Linked DNA regions of Mus musculus: region 1 is linked to region 2. The links are chromatin contacts, called in public HiChIP or PLAC-seq maps. All regions are on one chromosome and are shown on one strand. Each heading gives the region's core, a stretch centred on a gene start, on an enhancer-like site or on the middle of the called end of the contact. The rest is flanking DNA. Distances are from core to core; before and after follow the strand shown. Region 1 holds the start of Mir124-2hg (Mir124-2 host gene (non-protein coding)). Region 2 has its middle 30 kb from the start of Gm24963.

Region 1 (3,341 bases), core at 682-3,181, 510 kb before region 2:
AAATTTTCATCTGCCCACTTTGTCTCACCCTCTCCCCTCTGGCTAAGAAAAGTAACACAGAGCTCTTTAGTCTTGTAGAGTCATCTTTGTTTACTTTTGAATATGGCTTAGCTAGACCAAGAAAATTTATAAAATTGATACTCCAAGGAAAAAGAGAGAAAGAACGGAACAATACTCCTCTGGGAGATCGTCCTGTCTCTATTGTATCTTCATACAGCTGTGGGCAGTGTAGATAGCTATCTCACATCTACAATGAGCCAATTCTGAAGAATCCCCCTACTAACCCCAGCACTTTCTATGGCAGTGAGGACAGCATGATGATGAAGTGACTAAGGCTTCTTACTCAGTAGTTCTTTGCCCCAATACCAATAGCATTTCATCTTAGGTTTAAAAAAATCTAAAGACTGACACAGTAGAGTAAAAATAATCTTGTCCTGTGATTCTCCCAGGGATGACTGGAGAAAGGAAAAAACACAATACACTACCCCACCCCCAAATGATTGGTGGTTTTTTGTTTTGTTTTGTTTTGTTTTCATTTTCTGCAGGTTATCAGAGGAGAGGTATTATTTTCATGTATGTGTATAACCACACACTTATGATCTAATGCCCTCTAGAACTACAAATCTTTAAAGGGCACCGACCAGTACAAATTGTTTCTATTCAAATATCTGGACAGCAGGGAAACAGACCCTTGGTTTCAAAGCAAGGTCCATACCCACCGGGCCAAGGGGCCCAGCCATAGCCGCTTCCGCTTTTGCTTTTCTGGGTATAAGAGGGCTGATTCTTGCTCCTGCCCCTCAAAGTATTGAAAACTTGGGAAATCCTTGTACCGGAAGAAAATGGCCTAAACACAATAGGACTCGCCATTTTCTACTTGCGAAGCACAAAGCGCTTGGCGCTGCCTGCTACACAAAGGAAGCATGGGCCGCAGAATTCTTGCATATTTTCAAGAGGCTAGAAAATATCTTCCGCGAATGGCAATTTATATTGTTTGGTCACACACACACACACACACACACACACACACACACACACACACACACACACACACACACAGAGGCATCCTCACTTAGCCCTGATGTCTAGAAGATCCCAGCTTTAAGGTTTAAGTTAAAAACAAAACAAAACAAAACAAAAACGCAGGAAAGGCTCGGTTCCAGAAGCAGCGCTCAGGGCCGTGTTAATCCTCCCAAGACAACGGGTGTTAGCGGTGGGCAGCAGAGGGCTCTAAACTAGGTGTGTTGTTGTGGGGATGGAGGCCCATCATCTCCCAGTCTAAGATCTCTCCTTTTGACTCCATCCTGTCCCCAGAGCTCGTCCGGTAGCTCCGTAGTCCTACCCTTTGAGCGACAGGAACCAATCTTTCAGCGAGGATGTTAAGCTGGCAGCAACTCTTAAGGATGCTCAAAGCGCGGGAAACCCTGATCTGTGCGCCTCCCCTGCCCCCAGCCCACTGCTACAATCCACAGCATAATAACAGGACTCTATTACTAGCCTAGGTAAAATGCTGCAGCTTAGGTACAGAAAAACAAAACAAAACAAAAACAATGCAGGAAGCCCCTACAAATAAAAACATACAGACACAGGCAGCAACTCTGCTCACAATAGGAACACTCAGTTCACCGCGCGAAGCAGAGCTTAAAAACCCAGGAAAAGACAGACAGTACTTACAGCAGGTGAGTCCTTGAATAATCCATGGTCAGGTCCTTCGGTTTGTTAGTCTGTGCTTTAAAAAAAAAAAAGTATATACATCTCTGTGTATTTGATTTTTACATAGCTTCCATCGTTGTGAAGGAAAGAAAAAAATCTTGAAGACTTGAGAGCATGGGGGAGGGGGCGGAGATTTTCATTGTCTACGCTCTGCACACGCAGCCCAAGATATTGCTCTGTGGAGCTCCTTCCACTTTCTGCTTGAAATTCAGAAGCTTTCTACTCAGCAAAGAAGGAGTTTGGCACACACCCCCTGCCCCTGTATTTCTCCTCTCCTCTCCTCTCCTCTCCTCTCCTCTCCTCTCCTCTCCTCTCCTCTCCTCTCCTCTCCTCTCCTCTCCTCTCCTCTCCTCTCCTCTCCTCTCTCTGTCACTCACCCTCTTGCTCTTCTAAAGCTAGTGTTCTCTCTCTCTCTCTCTCTCTCTCTCTCTCTCTCTCTCTCTCACTTTTTTTTCAAAAGAGGGCAGGTCGCTTCCTGCATCCCAATGAGTTAAATCAGGCACTTCTTCTCATGCATCAGCAGCCTCTTTAACAATCCGAGAGCTGCAGGCACAAAAGAGCATTTAGCTGCCTCCAATTTGTGTAGAAGGCCTGCCCTTAATTTGTTTGAGGAGTATAATTAAATCATGAATTTCACGAAATATAAAAATACAAAATTCCTAACCTCAGCTAGTGAACCGCTAATGGTAACCTTTAAAAACAAATCTCTCCTCATGTCCCTGTTCTTAGCCAGACCGAGAACATCTCAGATACGCAAGAAGACAAGAGTTCGGACTCAAACCTAGCATGCCTTCTCCATTTACACGTCAAGGTCACACTGATAACATCCCTCAGTGCTCTAAATGAGAGCCTTTCTATTTCTTTCCTTTTAAAAAACAATAATATTCTGAATTTTTAAAATTGCCTCAGGAAGAAATTAAGTCATTTGGGAAAATCTGCTGGACTAAATAAAAACGTAAGTATGTTCTTAATATGAAATAGGATCAGAATTTGCTATACAGACACTAGGTTGAGGAGTTCTACAAATAGGCCTTGCTCGGGAGAATGTTTTCAACTTTTCCAGGCAGGACTCTGTGGTCAGTGAAGTCTGAGTTCCATGGGTTTTGATCATGTTTCTTCCAGCCACAGAGTGGGCCTTATGGGACATCAGAGCCAGAGCCTATCAAGCTTGCTGAGTCCCAGAGGGCTTCTGATAAGGAAAATGCTGCTTGTTGTTGGGAGCAGGGGTTTGGCTCCCACTCCTTTAAGTAGGTTGGGGCGCAAAAAGCAACTCTGCATTCCTGCAGTTTCTCTTTCAGAAAGAATCCAGACCAAGCCATTGCTCTACCTCAATGAAGGTGGTGGGGTGGCAAGGCCACCTTCCTCTCTCACTCACCTGCCACCCCCCCCTCCCCCAAGGCCACTGCTAGGAAGATACTTAGGAGTGTTTTTCTCCTTCCTAGTGCTCCCATCTTCTGGGAAATTGTAGAATCCCTTACCACAAAAAACTTTGAATTGTCAGTAATTTGCTGCTAAGTCTACTGTCAGCTCCTACCCCCATTTCTCATTCTAACTCTAGTCAAGAACCCCCCACACTGGAACACTGGAGAGGTGCAACTTCAGTACTACCCAATGGGAACAAAACATGTCAC
Region 2 (3,360 bases), core at 394-2,893:
GCAACAGAGGAGGGAAGCCCAGAGGGAGTGGCTAACGGATCCCTAATTTTTTTATTCAAGTTTCAAACTCAATGAATGTCAATTAAAGAATCATGCAATGTTTATTACTTTGTTCTTACCCGAAACACCAGAATGGTGTTACCAACTTTACTCTAGGCTAAGTGTCTTCATAAATAATACAATGGTATTCCATTCTCATAGAATATGCAGCTACTCTATATTAATATAGTTTCGATATTTGTAATTTGAAGAATTCAATGCTATTCTCTTAAAAAATGCTCTGGGTCGGATTTGAAATATATATATCAACATTTGGTGTCTTTTATGTAGCAATGCTCAAAGATGAAATTTTGCGAACTGATTTGATCATGAGTACTTTTCTCTATTAATGGTATTTATTGCTGAGCTTATAATAATTGCATAATCTTTGGAGATGTAAAACGTAGGATTTGGGACCTAGGTGAAGGTCATGAGACATTCTGAACATGTCATTGGGCTTTGTCTTGTGCCTATTTCCTTGCTTGCTCCTTTCCTGAGTCTTTCAAACAGTCATGTACTCCTTAATGTAAAGTTCTGTCTCATTAAGATAAAAGAATATGGTAAAAATCTTTATGATCATCAGGTGCAATAAATTCTTGATTTTTCTCAGGCACTTTTGTGACAGTGACAGAAAACTGAATAGCACAATGAAATGTTGACTAGGTTGACTAATTTAATACTGATGATAAGTGAGAAATAACTTTATAAGGACAATGTTATTGACAAAGGCTAACAATAAACAGATGTGAAGTATTATACTAAAGTGGCCTAAATAAGAAGGAACAAAAACACATCAATATGATCATGGATCTGGATCAAATCGATGCTGCTGCTGGAGAACATTAGGATATTCATGTATTGATGAATTATCGCAATGTGAAACACATTCATTTCAGGGTCTCAAGCTTTGTATTAACATATTTTTTTTTATTTTATTGGAATGCTACTTTTTTATAATGGGTAAATTATAAACAGATATCTTAAATTTGGTTGACTTTGTAACTTATGTGACTATAACTACGGGTAAAATAACAATGTGAATAGAAATCTTACACGATAATTCTTTTAAAAATAAGTACATATTCTGTTTTCTTGACTCTTGCACATTACTTTATAATCCCTTTATAGGAAAAAGAACACATTTAATTCAAACATGGAACTATTTATGAGTACCTACTGTGTGATACTCAGTGTGTTCAATGCCTTTAGTATCTCCATTTGATCTGGAGAAACAAAAGGACATGTTTACAAGTGAAAAGGCATGTACAAATGTGTCTAATTGTGCCTTTTCAAAGATTCAATGGGGCAATAATATATTTGAGTTCTGAACTAATCAATCAGTGTAGAACAGAAGGAGAATTTTGATTAGCCTTTGCTCAGAAACCTCTTTCGAAATTTGCAATCCTTACTACATATTGAAAAATCTAAATATCATGCTGCTTTCCCCACCTTTGTTCTTCCGCACTGATAGTTTTTAAAATGAAAGCCCTAATCTGTATTACATGGGATCATTAATTTCTGCATTTTACACTCGAGCAACAGCACTCTGGTTATCTGCTGCAATGAAGAGTAAGCAGCGCAGCGTTTGCAGACTTAATTACCTACTGCAGGGCCTTTCTTCTCCTGTTGCCACAAACTGTCTGGAAATGGGGTCAAAAGCATGATTAGAAACCAAATTAACCACCGAATCCAGAAAACAAACATAGAAACAGTTCCAAGAAGCCATTCTGGTACAGAAATCAGTCACTTATCACACCTGGGTTTATCCAGAGACTCTCATTTCAAGGTCCCCCACAAACAAAGCCACAGAGAAAAAAATTCCCATGGCATTAGTGTATGAGAAAAGACGATAAAATTAATATTAAGTGAGGATCAGCATTGTAGGATAGTGATCAGAGTCTGTCTACATAATAAGAACTTTATAAAAATTATTTAATCTATTAAAACACATTTCCTCAAAAAGGCCATAATATTTGTATGGCAATATAAACAAATTTTAAAAATTAAAAATATGATTTTCATCCTATACAAATGTCAGTAAAATTTCCACCTGGTCTAAAATAATAGACTTTTCATTTTTCAAAGTATAGCTTTAAAATGCAGAAAATGAGGCACTTACAGTATGCTATTTCTCTAGTGTTGAAAATTAGAATTGGTCTTTATTTTCTGCACATCTGTTTTTAAGTGAGAACTACATTATTTATAATTTGATGGCTATTTTCTAACCCTTTGGAAACTGATAGAATAAATGCTATCAGTTTCAGCTGTCCTGTGAATCATACACACTTTCTGAAGGCAGCAACAAAAAGCCAAGAAATCTGGAGACATTTCCTGGCTACATGGAAAAGAAAAAATATCACATGGATGAAGAGCTTTCTATTTTCAAGAACTTAGTAGAAAGTAATACAATTTTGTCCTGCTAATGAAAGGCTGATTGATTTATATTAACCAGGACAGCTGTGCTTATTTATATTATAGTATTATTTTTAATTGTGATGATACAACAATGATATGGTTATCTAATTTTAAAGATTGTGGAGCAAAAAAAAAAGAATTTTTTTGGAAACATGCATAAAGGCAGACAGGAAAATAAAATGATAAAATATTTGTAGAACAGATCTAGAAATGAGTCAGTAAAACCCATACTAAACATGAAATGATTATTCTGATCATTCAGCTCCAACTATAATTTTCTGGCTTGAATATATCACATATAATTAAATGCAATAAGTCATATATCACATACAATTAAATGCAATAAGTCATGTATTTAAGCTTGAACAATCAATCGGACGCGATTGCATTGCCATTACAGGACAGGCAGTCAGAAAAGAGATTTTTATATCACATTTACTCATCTCCTGACTGTCTTGACTAAATTCTCTGACTATATTTAAAGGTCGTTGTTCATGTGTTGCAAGTGATTCCTTTCCTGGAACAAAGTCATCATTTTCTTTAGAATTCTGTGACAATTGTCCATAAGTCACCATAATTATTTCAAAATAGAAACAAAAATAAGTTTCCTTGGAAAAGACATTTCTTTATGAGCATATATATATATTTTTTTCATTTAATTTAGCCAGATGAGAGACCAAAAAGTATACCTTCCAGAATCACAATGCCAAATATTGTTAACACAAGCAAGGAGTTTTAGCAGTTGTGGAGTGGATATAGGGAATTGTAGAGAATGGACAGAATGAGCCAATTTATGAATCATTTTCTTTAATCAGAGGTCTTTTCTCTCTTCTTTCCTTCCTTCCTTCCTTCCTTCCTTCCTTCCTTCCTTCCTTCCTTCCTTCCTTCCTTCCTTCCTCCCTCCCT

What was found. HiChIP or PLAC-seq counts read pairs in DNA pulled down with a chosen protein or histone mark.
Region 1: an H3K4me3 HiChIP or PLAC-seq map of embryonic forebrain shows a contact between it and region 2, with 5 times the contacts expected there. The contact joins the promoter of Mir124-2hg here to the enhancer-like site in region 2. A contact is called at or near these places in 8 of 39 promoter capture datasets (the 3T3-L1 cell line, cranial neural crest, embryonic stem cells and 3 more), 1 of 484 Hi-C or Micro-C datasets (cortical neurons) and 9 of 115 datasets of contacts at active chromatin or transcription factors (astrocytes, differentiating embryonic stem cells, embryonic basal ganglia and 6 more).

Annotation. Positions count from the first base shown.
Region 1 is chr3:17,788,511-17,791,851 of GRCm38.p6, reverse strand. It overlaps Mir124-2hg (Mir124-2 host gene (non-protein coding)), which reads right to left and starts at 1,931. Exons shown (of 3, transcript NR_033490.1): 1 at 1,672-1,931.
Region 2 is chr3:17,279,679-17,283,038 of GRCm38.p6, reverse strand. No RefSeq gene overlaps it. Among named protein-coding and RNA genes, the nearest start is that of Gm24963, 30 kb to the right of the region's middle. Within about 2 kb of position 1,643, at least 2 of the 459 cell types and tissues checked have an H3K27ac peak or open chromatin away from gene starts, as enhancers often do. A contact at or near this core is called in embryonic forebrain, where this site is marked.